4 separate regions of the Mus musculus genome follow, and regions 2, 3 and 4 are each linked to region 1. Evidence: chromatin contacts called from public Micro-C and promoter capture Hi-C data. All regions are on one chromosome and are shown on one strand. Each heading gives the region's core, a stretch centred on a gene start, on an enhancer-like site or on the middle of the called end of the contact. The rest is flanking DNA. Distances are from core to core; before and after follow the strand shown.

Region 1 (5,265 bases), core at 2,700-5,199:
TTAAGCATTCAATACATGCCGAGAACTGTTCAGGATTTGAAAGACACAAACAGTGAAAACTCCTGCCTTTAGAGTTTCTGTCTTTGTGCAAGAGACACTTGTCAATAGGCAAACAACCAAATAATCACAAAACATATCTGCTCAGGATTGAACTTGTCAACAGCCTATCATGGGTAGGCTCTGAAGGTCTTACCATTCTCCAAGGTCATAGCTAGATCCTTAGCTAAGATAATGGTAGCTAGGGGTAGGAGGCTCATGAGGTCTCACTTCTCTCTCCCTGATAATGGTCACTGGGAAAGAAAACTTATTTTCAGTACTTCCACCACTGATGGAGAATCCATAATCTTGTACATAATCTCCCTTTTAAAAAATCACAGAGAGAGAGAGAGAGAAAGAGAGAAGGAGAGAGAGAGAGAGAGAGAGAGAGAGAGAGAGAGAGAGAGAGAGAGAGGGAGAGAGAGAGAGACCCATGAACCTAGAATGGAGACTAGATGGAGGAAGAAGAGAATCTTTTGGGGGTGGGAAGATAGGTTAAGGGGAGTGAGTATGACTTTTAAAATACAATATGAAGTATATAAAATTATAATTAAATCTATTGTTATATATAACTAATACATGTAAATAAAAACACAAAATATAATTTCAGTAAGTTAATCCAAGGAGGAGAGGGAAGCAGATTAACAGAGCACAGATGGAAGAGAGAGGAAAGAGTATTTATTTAAAATCAGGCAGTAGCGGTGAGGGAAGGCATTACTTACTTTTTACATGAAGAAATACTGTTATGGAGCAAGTCATGTGAAAATCTAGAGAAAGAGCATTTGAGGGACAGGGAAGAGAAAGTATGAAGACTGATATAGAAATTAACTTGATATGATTCAGAATCACCATGACCCTGCCTGGCTTCAATGGGCTGAATGGCTACAGGTTATATCCTATGCTATTTCTTTACTTTCCTGTATTGTTAATTAAAAGCATTGAATTCTTGTATTGTTAACTAAAGGCACAGACTTATAGCCTTTCTTCTGAATTCTGTGTAAGTTGAATTCTTAATAACGGACAGGTCTATATATTTAAAGTTAGGAAAGCACAATGCCTAGTATGTGGGTAATTGTTCTTTCTCCATTCTTGTATCTATAAATGTGAGTTAGGATAGTTCCTAATCCTTTCACATCCTCAGATACCCCAGAGCTATTCCCAGATGTTGCTTCCCATCTGGTGAACAAATGCGAAGCTATTTCTATTCCTGCTACGGCAGGTCAGAAGCCAAACCTATACGTAGAGCAAATAGAAAGGCCAAATGCTAAGACTCACTTGCTGCTTGCAAACCTGATGGTTTTACTTCGACTTGAATACTAGGGACTGAAATGCAAAGCAATCCTGCACAGGCTCTGAGAAGCTGTTTGCTTTGCCACAGTTCTACACTTAAACATTATAATAATAATATTATTATTATCTCACAGGGGTGTCATGAGGATTAATGAGACATTATCAAATCACTTTGAGCTACTCCCCTGGGGGTACTAAATAAATGGTATGTGTCCCCCTGAAGTGCCACTTTTGACATTGATTTGTTGCAACTGGTTCTGCTGTCCAACAGGGCTGGAACGCTCCCACCAGCCCGTTTCCTATAGGCGAACAAGTAGCCATCAAAAGGCACTGGTTTTCAGTTCAAATAAATATGAATTGAAAGAGAACAGTCAGCAATCAGAGGCAAATAGGCTGCTCTTTGAAATCCAGTATTTATCAAGTGCTCACGGTGATCAGCATGAGTGTTTCCCAGTGTAATATAATACTGCAAACACTAGATTTGGGACCGATCCAAGATTTTAGGACCAGCCCTGTCACTAACCAGCTATGTGAGCTAAACTGCTAAACTTCTCTAGATCTCAATTCTAAGATAAGGGCTGTCCTAATAAGGCCATCAAGGTCTTCCAGACAAAGCAAATGGATGAAAGCAGTGAGAATAGGCATTCTGAAAGAGAGATACTTTACAGCAGGGAGAAACGTGTGACCATCCATCACGGGACCATCCTCTGCTCTCATCTCCTTTGCCTTTGATTAATATTAATTTCAGTATTAATTCCTGCAAAAGTAAGAATAAATCATCTCCCCAGTCAGACATAGAAGTGCAAGAAACAGTCTTTAAAAATAGGGTCTTTGCCTCTCAGTGAGCTCTCCTTGTGACACTCCGTCTTTCCCAATCTTAGATTTACAAAAATAAATATGTAAATATTCATCAACTGTTCCCCTAATCACTGGTTAAAATAAGAAGCTGACCATTGCACAACAGATTGCTCTGAAACTGTGTATTTAAGAGGGATTTAAATGGTTTCCCAGTTTCTTCATCTGACAATAGACTCCACTCTCTGCAGTGCCCAGCACTCAGATGGTTGTAAAGCGAAACATGAAGGAATGATAAAACAAAAACAAACAAACAAACAAACAAACAAACGAAAACCTGGTGCTTGTTACACCCCCAAATGCTGCTCTAGAAACTTGTAGGGTGATTGGACTGCTGGCTCAGCTCTCCCTCGCTCCCCAGCCCAGGAATCACAATAGGGTCCTGAACTCAAAAGAAGAAATATCTCCCCAGAGCAGACAGAAATAAATACAAAGCATCACTTGTTGCAGAATTCAGTACAACAAACAAATGCTGAGATCCCAGGATTTCCAAGTTGCTAACAACAGAAGTTGGGCAAGCCCTCTTTATCATAGTTTAGTAGTTGGGAGAGGGGGTAAGAAAAACATGACGACAGATCACTCTTACATCAAACTGAATTTTCAGCTAACTTCATGGAATGAGTGAATGTCTAGACAATAGTTCCTCTTTTGCAAACGATTGCAATGATTCAAGGGGGTAACAGAATTTTGTAACTCTGGTACTTATACTTGGGGTAGCTAAATGTCTGGGAACAGAAATTATGTTTAAAGCAACCAGCACAATTTAGAGAAACAGTTTAAGGGAGATAATATTTTCTGTAGGCCCATATCAAGCAAGAGAGGCACAATCTGCAAAATGAAGGCTTTCCCACATTAACAGCTAAAATACACTTTCTCGAGTTCCCTACTGCAAGGGCAGGTATCATTGTGTTAATTAAACGCTAGGTATTGGGCCTGTTCGTCACACAGTAAGGTGTGGTGAATTTTCTTTACCATTCCCTCTTATTTTTTTCCACTGCCCTCACTAATCCCAACCAGAAACTTGCCCCTGATTCTGCCCGCACTGAGCTAACCATTATAAAAATGAGGTCTCCAGATGCCTTTAAGGACCCTCTTTTTAGACTGCTGGGAAGACTTGAGACCCCATGTTACCCATTAACCCATTGCTTCCTGTCCAAAAATATCGTTTACTGCACCAACACCCAGGTTTTAGCATTATTCTACCCCTCTAAATCCGGATGCTGGCCCCAGACTATCCTATCCTGCACTAGCCCAGACAACCTAGCCTGCAGCCCCTCCTCCCAAGACATTCAGGGTCTGGATGCCTGGATGCCTCCTTTGCTTGGGACTTTTTGTTACCTACTCTAGTGGAACTTGCCCTTCTTGGCAAAGTGTCAAGGGCCAGGAGGCCTCCCTTCGAGGGATGAGGTGTGGTCCTTGCGTGGGTATAACAGCCCTGAGATTAGGTCTCGACCACGCGCGGGAAGGGAACGCGCGCTGACCAGGAGCGAGCAAGCAGAGCCCAGGAACGAGGTCAGGCGGCCGGGTTCCTCCAAGGCCAGCGTGGCTGGGTAGGGGTTCCGCGGAGTCTGGGGAGTGGGGTGCAAGTTGGCGGCGATCCAGTGACAAAGAAGGTCGAGGAACAAGGGTGGCAAGCGGGAAGCGGAGCGCGCGCGCGCGGTGGGCGGGAAACCCGGGGGCGGTGGCAGAGAGGCGGGCGCGCGCCCCGCGGGGAGGGGTGCGGAGGAGGGAGGAGGAGGCGTCTGGACCGTGCAGCCCCGCGGGCCGCGCCAGCCCAGACAGAGCCTCGCGGCAGCCGCAGCAACAGGCGGCGGGGCCGGGCTCGTAGGGCAGAGGCGGCGGTGGGGCGGGGAGCTCCAGGAGGAGCGACTCGGGCCGGCAGCCGCCAGCAGGGAAGGAAAGCACCGCCGCCTCCCGCGCTCGACCGCCGCAGCCCTCCACCCATCACCGCGCCCACCCTGCACCGGACCCCGCAGGAGGCGGCGCGCGCATCCTGCAGAGCCCCGGCCACGCCGAGCTGCCGCCAGACATGACCGTGGTGCCCGGGGACCACCTGCTGGAGCCAGAGGCGGCGGGAGGCGGTGGCGGGGACCCGCCTCAGGGAGGCTGTGGCAGTGGCGGCGGCGGTGGCGGCTGCGACCGCTACGAGCCACTGCCACCCGCGCTGCCCGCCGCGGGCGAGCAAGATTGCTGCGGCGAGCGTGTGGTCATCAACATCTCTGGGCTGCGCTTCGAGACGCAGCTCAAGACCCTCTGCCAGTTCCCCGAGACACTGCTGGGCGACCCCAAGCGGCGCATGCGGTACTTTGACCCACTCCGCAATGAGTACTTCTTCGACCGCAACCGACCCAGCTTCGACGCCATCCTCTACTACTACCAGTCCGGGGGCCGCATTCGCCGGCCGGTCAACGTGCCCATCGACATCTTCTCCGAGGAGATCCGCTTTTACCAGCTGGGTGAGGAGGCCATGGAAAAGTTCCGTGAGGATGAGGGCTTCCTGCGGGAGGAGGAGCGACCCCTGCCCCGCCGTGACTTCCAGCGCCAGGTGTGGCTGCTCTTCGAATATCCGGAGAGCTCCGGGCCGGCCCGGGGCATTGCCATTGTGTCAGTGCTGGTCATTCTCATCTCCATTGTCATCTTCTGCTTGGAGACGCTTCCCGAGTTTCGCGATGAGAAAGACTATCCCGCCTCCCCGTCGCAGGACGTGTTTGAGGCTGCCAACAACAGCACGTCGGGGGCCCCTTCTGGAGCCTCCAGCTTCTCGGACCCCTTCTTCGTGGTGGAGACCTTGTGCATCATCTGGTTCTCCTTTGAGCTTCTGGTGCGGTTCTTTGCTTGCCCCAGTAAAGCCACCTTCTCCAGAAATATCATGAACTTGATAGACATTGTGGCCATCATTCCTTATTTTATCACTCTGGGCACTGAGCTGGCTGAACGACAAGGTAATGGGCAGCAGGCCATGTCGCTGGCCATCCTGAGAGTCATCCGCCTAGTAAGGGTTTTCCGCATCTTCAAGCTCTCCCGCCATTCTAAGGGGCTGCAGATCCTAGGACAGACGCTGAAGGCTTCCATGCGGGAGCTGGG
Region 2 (5,574 bases), core at 301-2,800, 490 kb before region 1:
TCTCTTAAAAACAGCACTGCATGGCCCTCAAAATGAGCACCACCAGCATTTCTAGCCAGTTTAAAGAGCAAAATATAGCTGGGTGGTGGTGCACACCTGTGATTCCAGCACTAAGAAGGTAGAGAGAAGCAGGGGGATCCCTGAGTTGGTGCGGATCTGGTCTACACAGCAAGTACCAGAACAGCCAAGGATACATAGTGAAACTTTGTCTAGAAAAAAAACCCAACCAACCATAAAAAAAAGAAGAAAAGAAGAAAAGAAGAAGAAGAAGAAGAAGAAGAAGAAGAAGAAGAAGAAGAAGAAGAAGAAAGCAAAATGTAGTTTAGAAAAGAAAGTGCTATGCAATAAAATGTAATTGGTAATGTGAGAGTCAGATTTACCTACTTCGTTTCTTAAAAGGAAGGGTTGTGTCTTTATGACCAGCTGTACAGGGACTTCAGTTATTCTCAGCATAGGCTAAATATGTAGCAAAATGATTTTGAAGCTTCAAATCTCATCGAATGCCAATAGTTTTAAATTGGTAATGCTCCAAATGTCTTATACAGTTTCCTTGTGTTTGAGCCAGTCAATTCAACACACATTCTGAACACATTCCTGACAGTTGTAAAGTAGAAAGGAAATATTCTAACAACTTACAAAGTTCCTATACTCGTTGAAAACTGACTATGAATTTGCCTCCTGCTGCAATAGACGTTGCCTGGTGAGTTAGAGTTTTAGCAATGCCATATATTCAACAGCAATGATACAACATTGGTAAAAACTGGTATCAAAATGCCAAGCATCAAACTGGAAAACTCAAACTCGGTAAAATGTAAAGCTTGAGGTTCAGCCAAGCATTCCTGGGAACACAGGCAAAAACCCCAGCAATCTCCTTCTAAGAACGCGACTGAAATAAAACTCTAGCTGGCAATCTCTGAGCCTGTCAATATGGGTTGAAATTTCTAGAAAAGTTGCCCAACAAGAAGCGTGGCCCGAGCCAGGAAACATCACTAACCGCCTCCCAAAAGGACAGCAAAGACCGCACAGGATGCTGCACGGTTCTTGGACTTGGCAACACCGGGCCAGGAGGGTGTGGACCCGCCAGACAAGGTCGGTTCCGCGAAGCCAGCGCCCCAGCCCTCGGCTCACCGGGGGTTAGCCTGGGGTGCTCCCTCCCACGACCACGGCTCGCATACCGCGCAGGCGCCCCTCCACCTCCGACTCCGGAGCCTTCGGGACTGGCCGTCGCCCCTCGCCGTGCCCACAACCCCGCGCGCGAGGCCACCCAGCGCCAGCAAGGACGGCGTTCCCCTTCAGCTAGTCCGTCCGCAGCTACCCAGTTCTGTCTAGCCCAGAGCCTCCGGCCCTCGCTCCGCTCCTCCCGGGACAAAACCGCCCCGCCACGTCCGCAACATCCCCGCCCCTTCCCTAGGCCGGGCCCCCGCAGCCTTACCCCGAACCCAACAAGCACAAGCCTAGAAATAGCAACTCCGACTCCAGGCGACTGAGTGACTGATAGGCGGCAGCACGTTCACGACACTTTCACGATTGCCGTAAAGAGGGGGGACTCAGAAAAGGTTGAGGCGCGCCTCCGAGCTACTCGGGAGCGCGCCCCGGGGCTCCGCCCAGGCTCCTACAGTGGGCCTGTTCTGCACTTTGAGGCTGGAGCTGGCTGGTCGGGGACAGGAAAGAAGGTGAGTGGGAGGGGGAAAAGTGCCTGGCCTGGCGCTCGGCAGGTTTTCTACTTGGGTGCTGTGTCGAAGTGTGGTTCGCAAGCCAAGAGCGAGGGCACAACGCGAGCCCCCTTGGTCCCACGGGCGCGCGAGCCACGCGAACCTCGGTAGCTTCACCTGGTTCCGTGAACTTCGTGACACCCACGACTAGAGTCGCGAGCCAGCTCCGGGAACCCACGAATCACGGGAGATGACAACTAGGCTGAGGTCTCCGCGTCCTACTTTTTCTCTTCTTTAGTACCTCTACCACCACTTCATCCCAAGCGATGCGTCGTGCCAAGCATGGTGTCCCTTATATTTTTCTGGTGCCAGGGACAGTGAAACTCTTGTACTACAAGACTTAGGAGTGTGTGTGCAAGGGGTTGCTTTTGTTGAATCAACTAAGGAAACCTTTGCCCTAATACCCTTTGTCATCCCTGTGCCCTTATTTCTACTTGGTTGGGGCTGAGGAAGTTCAAAACTGAGACCAGTGGTGACCTTGTGTTTACACAGAGCTCTGTCTCCACCCCATGATTGTGTTTCAAAGGGAGTGGTCCCTAGTTGAAAGGAAATCACAAGTCCTGGGAATCCTAACAGCTGCTTTCCTTTGTAAAGCACTGAGACAGGAATAAGTTTTCCAGCTTTCCCAATTTTAATTTACATACCGAATGCAACATTTTTTTAATCTATCGGGGCTGCGTTATCAAATTTTAATTTATTGGCAGTGAAACTAGATGCTTTGAGATTAGCCATTGGAAAATGTTACATTTGTCAAGAGGCCATATTAGAATTTAGGAAAATAGTCCTTGTTATGCTTTGTTTGTGGCCTGATATTTCTATTCGCCTCTGAAAAAAACCTGGGGCCACCTGTTCATTCACTTGGAACATCCAGAGTTTACACTTTTGTTATTCTTTAGTTATTACCACTTAGAAGAGACAACATTAAAAAGGTTCTTTTTATTACCAGTGGCTTTTAAATGCTTATGAAAATAAAAAATGTAACTGGATTTCTGACTCATGGAGCTTCAAAGTAAGCAGAGGAGATGGGTAAGAGATGCAAAAAAATTTGTTAAATATCCTTACTGTTGTGTGAAGTTTTCTTATATATTTTTAAGTCATCTTAAAGCTTTCTTTTTTGGTTCTGGAAATTGAACTTAAGGCCTCTTGTTTGCTATGCAAACACTCTTTAAAAGGGTTCTTGAATGCTTTGACCCATAAAATAGTTAAACATTACACTCGTAATCCTGTTGGTCTGAGACTGCTCTCACGTTTCCTTTTTGGAGGGGAAGGCACTGGACAGTTGTTAGTCTTCCATGTTACTCTTCCTGTCTACTTTGGTTTCTCACTTGTCTCCGAAAGACTCTTAACAATATTTTAAGCCCTGCCTTGCTTCTAAGCAGTCAGTTTAAACAGCTAGAATCTTCAAAGCCTAAACACATACAAGTATTTAATACCTCAAAAAAATTATATGCAGCCATGTATGGGTAGTTATGACTGCAATTTATGAATTGTTATAGTATTTTATACTTATATTTCACATAGAATACTACATCCCAGAAATTTGAAATTTGCCTGAAACTCAATAATTAGAAAGTGTTAATTATGGATTTTTTTAAAAAAAGATAACATCCAGGGGTTAGGGAAATGCTGTGCCAAACAATAAGAAAATTGACTTCCTACAATTAAAACTTTTTTTAAAAATTACCGCTGATAGATCACTATTATAAAAGATCTCAAGCATTAGGTCCTTAAAGGAAACATTTTGCTCACAGTGCTGCATTCTAGTGTTCAGGCCACAGACACTGTTGGTTCATTGGCTAGTATTTGTGTGCTGCTTAAAATCATGTGTTTGAAATGATAATGTATCATCTTTGTATATAGATTTCAGGATTTGAAAAGGGAACCGGTTTGGGCAGTTGTGAAAATTGACATTTTGAGAACAGTTTCTCTCTCACCTTATGAAAAGACCACCTTAGGAAGGAACCTAACATCTGTTATCTCAGTATTTGAATAAACCTCACTGAAACAGCTATTCTTTTAGATGGCTTAAAATATGTGAGATGGCTCAGCATGTGAGATATTTACTAGCAATGCTGATGGCCTGAGTTCATTTCCTGGGACACATGTAGTGGAAAGAGAAAACTGATTCCTGGGCATGTATACACCCACCTCTAACTCCACCCCAACCCCCATTCTACCCCTACCCCTATCCTTACCTCCCATACATATAAAACAAAAAATTGAATGTAATCTAAAAATATCAGATAATATTAAAGACTACTATTAACTGTATATCACCAGTATGTTAGGGTCTTTCCTTGCTGTCACTCTAACTTCTATAACAACTCTCTAGCAGAGTCTGCTGGACTTTTCCATGATAAAAACATGTCCCGTACTTTGTCTAGTTGCTAGCCACTAGCCTGGGTCTGAGCATTTGGATAGTGGTGACTACAATATAGGACTGAAATTTGAAATTTTATTATATATTAATTTAAATAACTGTACCTTTCTAGTAACTACTGTGTGGTACAACTTTTGACGATATTTGCATTTTTCAAAGGAAGAACTAGCTCAGATAAATTCTGAAGCTTGCCCAAGATCCCGCAGCTTTACTTTTAAGAAGATTTTGCGGAGGGGAATACTTGTTAATTTGGAAATGCAGATTGAATGGATGGAGGGGAAGAAAAGCAGTTCAACCAGGAATGGAGAATCTAAACAAGAATGGTTACACTATACAGTGAGTAGAAGGGAGGAAGGAATGACTTACAGAAATAGGACTGCCATCATTTGGTGGTAGCATGTGAGCATTGTGGGGAGAGAGCCTGCTCTGCAAGAGTTACTATAATGTCCAAGAATCTGAGGAAAATGATAATACCGCTTACTGAAATGAAAATCCAACCCATTACTGGAGTTAAGATGATTGGTGTCAGCTTTTTGTTTACTCAATAATTACTGAGTGAAAATGGGTGAGTTCCTGTGTTTGCAGTTGGTGAAGTAGCATCTCTCTCATTCAGTTCACTTACCTTCCTAAATGTTCATACTATAGAAGTGAAGAGCTGTGCAAATCCAGTTTTCTCAGGAACTGCTTACTTCTCCATGCAAAGAGCTTAGGAGTTGTTGTATGGAGAAGATAGTCTTTCTGCTGTGTGTCTGTCTGTCTGTGTGTGCATGTCTGTGTGTCTGTGTCTGAGTGTCTTTCTGTAAGTGCTGATGTATATGTATGCCTGTGGTTGTTGAGAACAGAGGAAATTATGTGTCATATACCTTTCCAAAAGATAGAATGCCTCAGTGGCCTGGAATTTGCAATGTAGAGGAGGCTGACTAGTGAACCTCAGGCATGCTCCTGTCTCTTCCTCCTCAGTGTTAGGGTTACAGGCACTCTGTCCCACCTGACTTTTATTTACATAGGCTCTGGGTTACACTGAACTATCCTTCCAGCCCTCTGCTGCATTTTGGATATTAAGGATTTAGAAGTAAAAAGCAGTAAAATGGAGAGGAGGCTCTCCTACTAGTAGTGGGATGAGCAGAATGTTTCAAGCATACCTTTTACCTAAACACCTAAATGCTGAATAGGTCATGTTAACTTTTTAAATGCCAAACACATTTTCTATGAAAGAAAGGGAAGTTCCTCACCCAGGCATGGTGGCTCGTGCCTGTAATCCAAGAATGTGGAGATAAGACAGGAGGATTTTAAGTTTGAGATACCTTAGACAGTAATATATTCTAGGCCAGCCATAACTGAATGGTAAAACCATATCTCAACCTTCCCTATCCTCCCAAAACAAAGAGAGTGAAGTCCTCAAAGCTGAAGTCAGACAAGGAACGAAAGCAAGAGGGATAGCCTAGCCGTTACCTTACCTTCTTTGGAAGCATTTGGCTTATA
Region 3 (5,311 bases), core at 496-2,995, 310 kb before region 1:
GCCTCTTTCCATAATTGCCTTGGCTACAGAATTCTTTCTTAAATGTGGGAATGAAACTCCATTTTTCTTTTGGTCACAGCATGGGTGCAGTGACTGATTATTATAAGCATAAACCCTCATGTTTTCTTCCTCTACAGGAAAAAGTTTGAGGGCTATTTCAGAATTGGACTGAGGCAGAGAAGATTTTTGTTGAAATGTATCTCAGGCTAATTTCTCTCTCTGCCAAATTTTTCTTTCACTGAAACTGATAATCTAATAAACTTCTTGTCCTCCCAACATCTGGATAGCACAACCTGTGATAATTAGTCTTGAAGCTTTAACCCAGATGAATAAGAAAAGCCCGACTGGAAAATATAATCAATAAATGGCAATTGATAAGATAGCAAACAAGGTAGGCAGCCTCCCAAGTGCCGTACCCCCCCCCCCCACACACAACACACACACACACTTAGACACACACAAACTCTTAGAGAGGGTTCTCACTGTATAACCCTGGCTAACCTGAAACTCACTTTGGTGACTAGGCTGACCTCAAATTCAGAGACCCACCTGCCTCTTCCTGAGTTCTGGAATAAAAGGTGTGCACAGCAATGTGTAGCAAAACGCATTTGATTTTTTTGTTTGTTTGTTTTAGTTGTTGTTGTCATTGTTGTTTTTTCCTAGTAACTTTGATTACATAGACAAAAGATGCCATAAAGCTTGAAAGCATTAAGGTCTGCCTATCTTTCCTGATGTCTTTAGTATGAGAACAGGGTACTTTATTGTCAAATAAATGTGCTATACAAAAATAGGAAAATGATACTTTCTCTTGACATATCAAAACCTGAAGTTCTTAAAAATCTTTAACGTTTAGCAGTTAGGGGTATGAGTAAACCTTTCTTCTTCCCTTTTTGTGAGACTAGATTTCATGTAGTTCTTGATGGCCTTCTACTAAGTAGCCAAGGGTGATCTTAAAGCCCCTATCGTCTTGCTTGTACTTTCCAAGCGCTAGAATTGCATATGTGTGTCACTAAGCCTGGTAATTCCATTTTTAAATAACCATATAAACCTTCAAATTGTCTACCTTATCAGTGTCCTGAATTTGAACACTGCAGCATACAAGATTGCCTATGTCAAATAAAATTTTATCTTTGAAAACACTTTCATAATATTCCACACCTAATTAAACTATAATTCCTCCTACCCATTAAACAGTATGATCCCAATTCTCAAATAGTCATTAACTGCAGGACTCTAGAGAATTCTTAGAGCTGGTTTCTGGAAATTAAGAGTTTCAAAAAGTTTATACAGGGGATTTAATGCACAGACACTCAAAGAATTGAATACATGACAGTAAGATACAGTTTTAACTGAGGTGTTAGTGTGGGAATGGAGAAAATGGTTAATCGATTAATGTAGAGCAAAACTTCAAGAAACAGAAAAAAATAATCACTTCTAGCCATGAGAAGGGAGATAAAGGTTTTCAACAATTTATGGCAACTACCAAATGCCTATCTGTGTCTACTGAATAAAACTGCTAAGGAGGACATTATTACATTGGCTTGCAAAAGCGCATGTACAAGTGCAGACAATTTAAGCCTGACACCGGAAGTATTTCATTTCATGTAGGCAGTGAAAGCACTTTCTCTTTTAGTTCCTCCTTTGATCCGGAAGAAGAGACCTCAACCTTCGCTGTCGATTGGACCACGTCATAAGGGCGGGGCCATGGCGATCCATTCGCCTTGGTAACCATATGTGACGTAGCTGTATGCCTAGGATCCCTGGCTCTAGGAGCTCGGTTTTAGTGGGCGCAGACTCCGATCAGGCCCTGTCGTGGGTGGTGCTATTGATGCCACGCCCCCCACGTCCTCTCTGACTGGCTGTGATGCGTCACGTAGCCAGAAGAGACTCGCCGGAAAACTGTGAGCTTGCCTGAGGTAGGAGTCTTCCGGCTTCTACAGCCACTTCCCACGGAAGCTGGGGGAGCCGCCCTCTCAACTATCTCCCGTCACACCCTTCTGTTCGCTCGCCTCAGACGCTGCCCTTCCACACCCGTGCTCTGGTTCGCGCCTACTTGGGGACGCTGTCCCCCCAGTATTCACTGCCCTATCCCCTCCCACCCATCTAAAATGTCTAATAGTCTCCAGAGCGTCATTCTGAAAACCGCAGAGGAAAAGTCAGGCTCGCGCTGGTAAGTACCAGTTCCCAGTTCTTCAGGCGCCCGCCCACACCCTGTGACTTAGGTTGTCATGGCCGCGTCAGCTGACGTTCAGCCGCGCGCACCGGGTGCTAGCTGCGGGGATGTGGGAGCACAGCGCCATCACAGCACACCTCCTTACACCGCACCCACTGCACACCAGTGCAGAGCCCTTGGCTCCCAGTCCTCTCCAAAATGTAAAGCAGCCCGCGATTACAACGCAGCTACCATCTCCTGGCCCCCAGCGCGCCCTACGCCACCCGCTCGAATTTCATAGGCGGAACAAGTAGATACCCACGGAAGTAAAACCAACTTGGCGATGCTCCAAGAATCTCAAACACTTACCAAAACACCCATCGTGGATTAGCAAGTGCAGCCCCGCGGCGCTGTAACTTCAAGTGAAAATAGTCCCATTTTAATGTACTTAGAAAATGTGTTCTAGAACAAGGGACTTTAGTATTTGAAAATTTCAACTAATATGGAGAAAAGTAAAAACTTGAAATGTGTTTTTCCAGGTAACACATTTGAAACGGGTCTAAAAGGGGTGCATCTCATTGGTTGTCTCTACAAAGGAACAGTTGGAACACTGTATGGCTCTGGTTAGGTAGGAAACTCACTATAGCCAGGACTGTCCACAATACAGCCTGGGTTTACCTCGTGTTAGGATTACAAAGGGTTCTGACAGTCTTTGGTTTGGAAATGTATCACCAGTAACATTTTTCTTTTAATTTTGTGTTAATCCAGATGAAATAAAAGCAGGAACAACAGAATATTCCTTAAGGAACAATTCTTTAATTTATGCTTTCCAGAGTTAATGAGTGCTTGTTGAGAAGCAAAGATTAGTAAGTCTGTAGAAGGTAAATGAACAACATAAAATCTAAGAGCAAAACTGATGAAAGGGGATTGTGGTTGAAAAAAGAAAATCTACCTGGTGTTTATTGCAGCTTTGTTTGTTACCATTTATGAGACTAATGTTTCACTTTCTAATAAAAATAATGGTATCAGGGAATATTTTGATAACAACAGAAAAGAAATAATTTAAGAAAGAAAGGATTATTTAAATATTTGCTCCAAGTTTAAGAACATGAATTTGTGTCCTGTTTCTAGGTTTCTTTTAGTTACAAGTATATACAAACCCAAATTGCAATGAAAAACCAATAGTGATTTTAAAAAAAACACACACACACATTTTCCTTTAAAACAATGCTCTAACAAAAACAAGTGACCATCCTGTGTCAGCCTTGCCAGTAGCTGAATCTTTAGGAAGCTGTTACTATGCAAGTACCCCCCCCAAAGTCATTAACAGTAACTAGTGAGCTGTTAACATAGAAAGAACTGTTATATAGCAATAGAGACGGCTCTTTGGTAGTCTGTATTTTGTGGAAATTTAAAGATAAATTGTATCCTATACAGAGAAGCAAAAGTAGAAGAAATGCTTTTTAGTCAATAATTTTATATGTTTTACCTGTATATGATATATTATAGATGATATAACTTATGTGTTTAAGATCATATTCTTTTCCAGTCCTATAAGATTAAGTGGTGCATTAAAGTTTTTTATTATGCCCTTGGGCTCTCTTTTAAACACTTTCTAACAATTTTGGCAAATTTTTAAGTCAGAAAAATATCTTAAATTCAATTATGTTTTGGTTACTTTCAACTTCTTTAATTCATTGGCTTATTTTCTTGTGCCTTGTTATATTTTCATGCTTTTATTTCTTAAATTTTCTGATATCATAACATATTCGGAGTAGTATTGTCATAGAGAATATTTATTACTTAATGTATGTAATTTAATCAAGCATAAAAATAGGAAACTCAGTTTTATAAGAACAATGCAAAAATCTGTATATTTGCAGTGTAGTAGTCATTTAATTATTAAGATTTGCATTGAATTCTTATTTACTCAGTTGTGTACCACAGGTAGCATAATAGCTCTAACGTTTGCTTTGGTCTGGTAACTATTTCATCTATTGGAGATTGAGTGTGCAGAAAATTTTTGGAATAGGATTGATGAGATTAAAATAGGTTTGAGTAACTAGTGACCGTGCTGATTTAGAATGAAGATTGTATTTCAGATGACTTCAGAAATCCGAGGGCTTGGATAAGATGGTAGAGAATTAGATTTAAAGAAATGGAATAAAAATTACACATACCTTATTAGGAAATTACTAAGATTTATTGAGAAGCTTTCTTGTCAATATTTGTGAATTAAATGAGACAAAGACAAATGTCCAGTTAAAATTACTGCTCTCAGCATGTGGCTTCATTCACTTGGGAAGAAAATGTTTCATTGCTGGTTGATGTCTTTGGTTGTAAAGTTTTATCTTTACAACTTCAGAGTAAACTTGGAGAGACATTAACACCATATAAGCTAACTGGACTTATGCAATTGAATTGTTGAACCTTGCTTTTTATATAAAGTATAAATAAGATTCCTTAAGGAAAGCATGTAATTCTGTATAAGTTATTGAAAATATTTTAAACCCTTGTATTTTTTTTTCAGCTAAAATGTTGATGACAGTGGAGGTCTATATTGCTTGGCTTTTAGGATTAAAATTAATGGTGATATTATTCCATTAATAATATATAGTATTTAATATTATATGAATTGTAACATATAACTTCTTACATATTTTTTATAAATAGCAAGAAGGGAAAGTTTGGTCTCCTAACAGATGAAAATACGTTATTTTCAAAACCATAAAATTTCATTAGCCTCCAACATGTTAATTATTTCATTTCTAATCCATGAGTGATAAAATATCCATATAGAGTAGTAAAAAACAAAACCAGAAACCTCAGAAATTAGTTTTGTTAGCATGTTTATCAGGACTTTTAATTTTGAGTTAGGCTATGACTGCATTGATCAGGCTGTCTTAAACTGAGACTTAGTGATCCTCCCACTCCTACTTGAGTTTCTAAGTACCTGGAACTATAAATATATGCCACTGTGGTTACATAGGTTTTTCCAAACTTAGTTAGCCAGTATGTCTAAGAGTCAAAATTAGAAGCCTGTATGTAATCTTTATATTTCTCCTTTCTCTTTTTAAGTCTTAAAATTTTGTTTTTTTTTTTTTCAGTGTCATTTCTCAGTTCAAATAGTCTAATGTATAATTAATGCGCTAAACATTC
Region 4 (5,071 bases), core at 379-2,878, 420 kb after region 1:
GCTTTTCTATTTTTAAAGTCTAAAGCCTTCTTCGGGGTTTTAGCTGCCAGGGGAGAATGAAGTGAGTGAATAGATACATACCTTTCTAGGGCCCCCTCCTACCTTCAGGACACACACTAGGTCTTGTCTAAATCAACCTGTTTCCCCTGCTCTGCACACGTTCATCTCCAGTGTAACCTGAACCAGGGCTTTCTGGGAAGCCACTTTGTGCTGCAGCAGAAACAAAAGAGCAGTGACAAATCTGGTATCATCACCAGGAAGCTTGTGGCCGGCCACTGTCCTGGGATCCTAAAGTGGGAGGCTTTTCCTGTCTACTTCTCTCTCCTGTCAGCAGCAGCCAGGCTGTGACTGAGGTACAGAAAGCCTTGGGACATGGCCTGCTCCTAGGAGAAAATGCCCTCTCTCAGGAGAGGGGGCCTGTGTTCTGGGGAATCTCTGTCCTTTATGAGACAGGTATTCTAGAAACTATGCCCCCCCCCCCTTTTCTGAAATCCATAGGCGCCTGCATACAGAGCTGCTGGCAGGATAGAAACAGGTTAAGTGTCCTACATAATCCACGGTTCCTTCTCTTGATCCGGCCTCACCCCTGAAAAAGGCCAAGTTTAAGCTCTCCAGGACTTTGTGGTCCTGTGGAGGGCAATTGTGCTGATCAAAAAGGAGTGAGAAATGCTCAAGTTGAAGGCTTGCCACTCACTGAGGGGCATGTGCCAGAGCAGACAGCTCGGATCAGGTCCAAGTAGTAAGTTAAGTGTGTGCAATTTCCTGATGGAGCATGCAGGAGACCAAGGAGGGTGGGTGTTAGGAGGCAGGTAGTTATCGTCTGCCAGGTACGTCAGTCTCCTTCCAACCCCCTCCCCATCTGACCTACCAACACTAACACCAAGAAACCCTTGGGCACGGAGATGGGGAGATCCTGGCTTCTGCCACTCACCCTGGCCGCCCGGGATGAGTAGGGATCCTCGAAGAGCGCCCACATTCGGGGCTGCCAGCCACGGCACCCTCCGGACCCAGCACCAGGGCCAGAGCCTCCTTCATGGGGGCCCAGGCGCTGCAAGGCCAACTCCCGCTCATCGTCGCCAGCCTCGTCGCCTGGCCCTGCGCCACCCCCGCCCCCGTCCGGGCTCTCGAAGATGTCCAGTGCCTCCTCAGCATCGCGGTGCTGCCGGTAGGTCATCCAGCAGCAGGGTTCCACATCTGTTTCATCGATACCCCAGAAGGTGAGCTCTTCCTCAAAGAGAGGCCCACAGACGTCTGCGGGGCAATGCAGCTTGCCCGTACGGTAGTAGTTGAGCACATAGGCAAAAACACCCGGGTGCCGATCAAAGAAGAACTCACAGCCCCCGCCGCCGCCGCCGCCGCCGCTGCTGCCGCTGCTGCCTGCACCGCCGCCATCCGACTCTGGCCGACCCCCGCCGTCGGGATCCGCCAACCAGGCAAGGCGGGTGCCCGGTAGGGTGCGCAGGGTGCTGCGGTAGGTCTCATGTCGCGTGCCGCCCACGTTGATGATGATCTTCTCCGACGCCTCGCCCTTGGCCATCTCCTCCTTCAGACATGTTTTGGACGGAGGCTTGTTCCCCGACTTGCGCCCGCGGTAGGAGGAGACACACACCGAGCTGATCATAAGAAGCGCTGCGGGGCTCCGGCTTGGGGCGGCCGCTGCCCTCCAAACACCCTTCCCAAGGAGGCAGCGTCAGAACGGGGAGGGGGAGGAGACGACAAGGAGGAGGTGGAGGAGGAGGAGGAGGCAGGAGGTGGTAGCGGCCCCTTCTGCGGAGTGGCTCTGCCCCTGCCTCCCCCCCAACCCCCCCGGGGCGCGGAGCAGGAAGAGTTGGCTTTCTGTGGTGCACAGGTGGTTGGGATTTAGGCAGGCAGAACCTAGTGGAGGCAGGAGGTGAAGACCTGGGTCGAGGACTCAAACCAAAGGGTCCGGGGTCCCAGGAGGTAGGGGCAAGCACAAGGATGCTCTGGGCCGGGGACACGCCCCCCCGACCCCAGAAAGGCAGAGAAGCGCACAGTCCCAGAGCACTGCGAGGGTCCGCGGCGCGCGCGCTCACACTCACACGGGCCACCCTTTGGCTCCTAGAACGCGGCGAGCCCGAAGGCGGCAGGGTTTCTCCGGGCGGCGGCAGCGGCGGAGGCAGCAGCGTAACAGCAACAAGTCCTCGGAGCGGCTACCGGGGCCGGGCGGATGCTCCTACGGTAGCCAGAGCTCTGCGGGGCCGGGCAGTGTGCGGTCAACTCGAGGCGGCGGTGGCGGGCATGTGGCCCGTTCCCCCCATTCATAAATCCAGCGCGGAGCACCGATGGCGGGCGGGGTTGAGTCGAGCGAGACGGACCAGCGGGTGGGGGTTGCTCAGGACCAGGCGGCAGGAAAACAAGCGCGCCCGCAGCAGCGAGCCTGGGTCCTGCGTCCGTGGCCGGGAGCTGCGCCGGGCTGGATGCAGCGCTGCGGGGGCCGCGCCGGGACGAGGGGGGGTTCAGACGGGGCGTCCTGCGCGGCGCAGAGCCTGGAGGGCGGGGCTGCTCTGAAGAGCCAGGCACCGGGTGCTGGCGGAGTGTCCCGGGCGGTGGCCGAATGGCCAAGGACACCTGCAGGCTTCCTGGGCCGCGCCAAGAGGGAGCCTCAGCGCAGCGCCCCGGCGCCGGGTTCCTGAGATCTGGCGCCGCCGGGAGCCGCGCCATCTGCGCGTCTGCCCATCTCCGGGCGGGGCGCCGGCCTTGGCTCCCTGCTAGGGGCGGGCGCGAGGTGGTCTAGGGAAGGGAGCGCCTGGGCGCCAGAGGAATGGGGCTCAAAGGGCTCTGCGACTCCCTCCCGCGATGACAGAGGATGCGACGCTCCAAGTGGCGCCTTTTCCTCTCGGCCTCGCCTGACCAGGGCGCACCCTCCGCGGGGCGGGGTGGGCGCGGCGCTGCGAGGCGCAAGGCCGACCTGGGGCGTTGCGGAGCTCGGGCAGCAGAGCTCAGCCTTCATCCGCGCATCCCAGCCCAGCGGAGGCGCGTAACCCGCTAGCAGCCAGTGCCCAGCGTCGCGCGCCGCCCCTGCGCGCCTCCGCTTCCATCCCCTCTCGGCCCCACTCCCCGCCTCTCCGTAGCCCTCAGCTCCACCCACTGCAGCCCTTGGTGACACCTGAGCGCTCCCGACCCCTGACCTCTAACCTCTCTCTCTTCCTGTCTGTTTCTCTGCACCTCCTCACGCAGAGTCTAACCTGTGTATCCCTTACAGCTAAGCTGGTTGTATTGTTGCAGTTTCACTGTTTCATTGTGGCTGACTGGAAGCCAGGGTGGAATAGAATGGCAAGACTACATCAAGGAAGAGCCTCCTTCTCTCCTCCTCCAGAAACCTGGTCAGACCACCATGGCCCCATCCTGCGTCTTGGATGCTCTCGATCTTGATATTTATGATCTCTGACATATTCACCACAGCCTCCACCTTGGAGCCAGGACAGCACGGCCTTGGGCAGAGAAATGTTTCTGGGCTAGGTGGAGAGAAGTCCTAAACCTGCTGCTCTCAGTAGAGAAATGGTTTATGAGTGTGTCCTTGTGTCCCTTAAGATCATCAGGTTGAAGGCCTGGCTCCCTGTTGCAATGAAGGGAACTTAGGAGGTGCCATACTCTGCCTCATGCTGTCTTACTGTCCTATTACTGTCCCAGTCCTTGCACTTGACTTCTCTCCCAGACTCCGGGTTCCTCTAGGCTGCACTGTGTTTTTTCATCTTGATAACACCCACAGTGCCCGCCTCTGAGGACCCATTTGCTAAGTAATTGAGAAGCTGCCGTATCCAAAACATGAAGCATTAGACTTTGTTGGCCATCTCCCAAAAGCAATTTCCAGATTCATTAGTTTTAGGGCTTTTTTTTTTTTTTTTTTTTTTTTTTGCCTAGAACCACACCTACATTCCCTCTCCATCTCCTCCTCCTCTCTCTGCTTCAGTTACTCTGGGTGATACAGGGAGGATTTTTAAACAGAAGTGCAAGGTGATTGACACATCATACCTGATACTACATGTGTGTACCATCTGTTTTCTGGAAGGGGCAGCACTATTCATACTGGGCAAACAAAATGACAATAAACTATCCACCAGCTGGGGCTTTTCTGTTTTGAGAGAGGCTAAAGGTCCAACGTAAATGCAAGGGATGTCTATAAACAAAGGTCTTATCATTATTGAGGCTTTTAAAAAACCCCAAACCAATCAACCAAACAAACAGACCAAATGATCATCTGTGGTGACATGTGCTAGCATGCAGGAGAGGACCGGACCTTTCCACCATCTTGACTGGAGTTAGAAGCACTCATCTGTGGGCAGCCTCTTTGGGTACCTGCTTACTCTTACATCATGTCTGGATCCCAGAGAAGATCGAGGACTGCCTAGGACTGGATGGAGGAAGGAAGCACTACCAAGAGGATACTGACGTCCTGACTGTAATGATGACATTAAAGTCCTCTCAGGATTGTGTCCTGGCCAAAAAAAAAAAAAAAAAAAAAAAAAAGTCTCCCTTCACTTTCCACTCTTCAGCCTGAGAAAACAGACAAATGGCTAGCACTGGTAGGAGAGAGGAAGGAAACAGGCCACGGTATCCCAAATTTCATTTGTTTCTTCATTGAGCATCCATTGGACACTGATCACACATCTGTCAGTAAAATAGTCCTCGTCTCCAGCCCCAGGAAGCCTCTGTCCAGGCTGTGCATCATCCTGCAGTCCTGGTGATGGGGATGAGCGTCTGGGGAACACGGAGGAGGAACCTTGCCAGGATAAAAAAAAAGGAAGCCACGAAAGAAGAGAGGTAGAGGAGAAAGCCAGTGTGTAGCTAGGGGGTCCCAGGAAGAGCTCAGGAAAAACCTGTTAAAGGTACTCTTAAGAGGAGGGCTCCTGGCCAGCTCCCACTGACTATTTATTCTAAAGGTCTTGACTAAACCTGCTTCATGGGTCTTTCCCAGATTCCCTGGAAGCATACGTATGCTAAGGTTGGCATTCCAACCTTTACTGTCCTCAGCTCTGTGTGTGAGGTAAGGCTAATTTCTTCCAAAATCTATAGGCTTAGAAGAGGCGAGCCCCCTGCCCTACTGTGTGGG

What was found. Promoter capture Hi-C pulls out the DNA fragments that hold promoters and counts their contacts. A called contact is a pair of places that touch in the nucleus more often than the background predicts.
Region 2: a promoter capture Hi-C map of pre-B cells shows a contact between it and region 1. The contact joins the promoter of Dram2 here to the promoter of Kcna3 in region 1. A contact is called at or near these places in 4 of 39 promoter capture datasets (the C10 cell line, cranial neural crest and pre-B cells), 6 of 484 Hi-C or Micro-C datasets (B cells, CD4 T cells, Th1 cells and 3 more), 8 of 115 datasets of contacts at active chromatin or transcription factors (the 230-238 cell line, bone marrow-derived macrophages, effector CD8 T cells and 5 more) and 4 of 9 other capture datasets (adipose tissue, embryonic stem cells, liver and 1 more).
Region 3: a contact with region 1 is called in a promoter capture Hi-C map of pre-B cells, with 5 times the contacts expected there. The contact joins the promoter of Lrif1 here to the promoter of Kcna3 in region 1. A contact is called at or near these places in 5 of 39 promoter capture datasets (the C10 cell line, HPC-7-derived erythroid cells, hematopoietic stem and progenitor cells and 1 more), 5 of 115 datasets of contacts at active chromatin or transcription factors (CD8 T cells, effector CD8 T cells, large pre-B cells and 2 more) and 1 of 9 other capture datasets (adipose tissue).
Region 4: a contact with region 1 is called in a Micro-C map of embryonic stem cells, with 2.7 times the contacts expected there. The contact joins the promoter of Kcnc4 here to the promoter of Kcna3 in region 1. A contact is called at or near these places in 1 of 39 promoter capture datasets (cranial neural crest), 4 of 484 Hi-C or Micro-C datasets (all in embryonic stem cells) and 1 of 115 datasets of contacts at active chromatin or transcription factors (large pre-B cells).

The regions. Positions count from the first base shown.
Region 1 is chr3:107,032,213-107,037,477 of GRCm38.p6, forward strand. It overlaps Kcna3 (potassium voltage-gated channel, shaker-related subfamily, member 3), which reads left to right and starts at 3,950. Exons shown (of 1, transcript NM_008418.2): 1 at 3,950-5,265. The coding sequence starts at 4,211.
Region 2 is chr3:106,546,248-106,551,821 of GRCm38.p6, forward strand. Dram2 (DNA-damage regulated autophagy modulator 2) reads left to right here and starts at 1,551. Exons shown (of 9, transcript NM_026013.3): 1 at 1,551-1,673. Cept1 (choline/ethanolaminephosphotransferase 1) reads right to left here and starts at 1,555. Exons shown (of 9, transcript NM_133869.4): 1 at 1,433-1,555.
Region 3 is chr3:106,719,937-106,725,247 of GRCm38.p6, forward strand. Lrif1 (ligand dependent nuclear receptor interacting factor 1) reads left to right here and starts at 1,746. Exons shown (of 4, transcript NM_001039488.1): 1 at 1,746-2,170. The coding sequence starts at 2,109.
Region 4 is chr3:107,457,270-107,462,340 of GRCm38.p6, forward strand. It overlaps Kcnc4 (potassium voltage gated channel, Shaw-related subfamily, member 4), which reads right to left and starts at 1,629. Exons shown (of 4, transcript NM_145922.3): 1 at 932-1,629. The coding sequence starts at 1,621.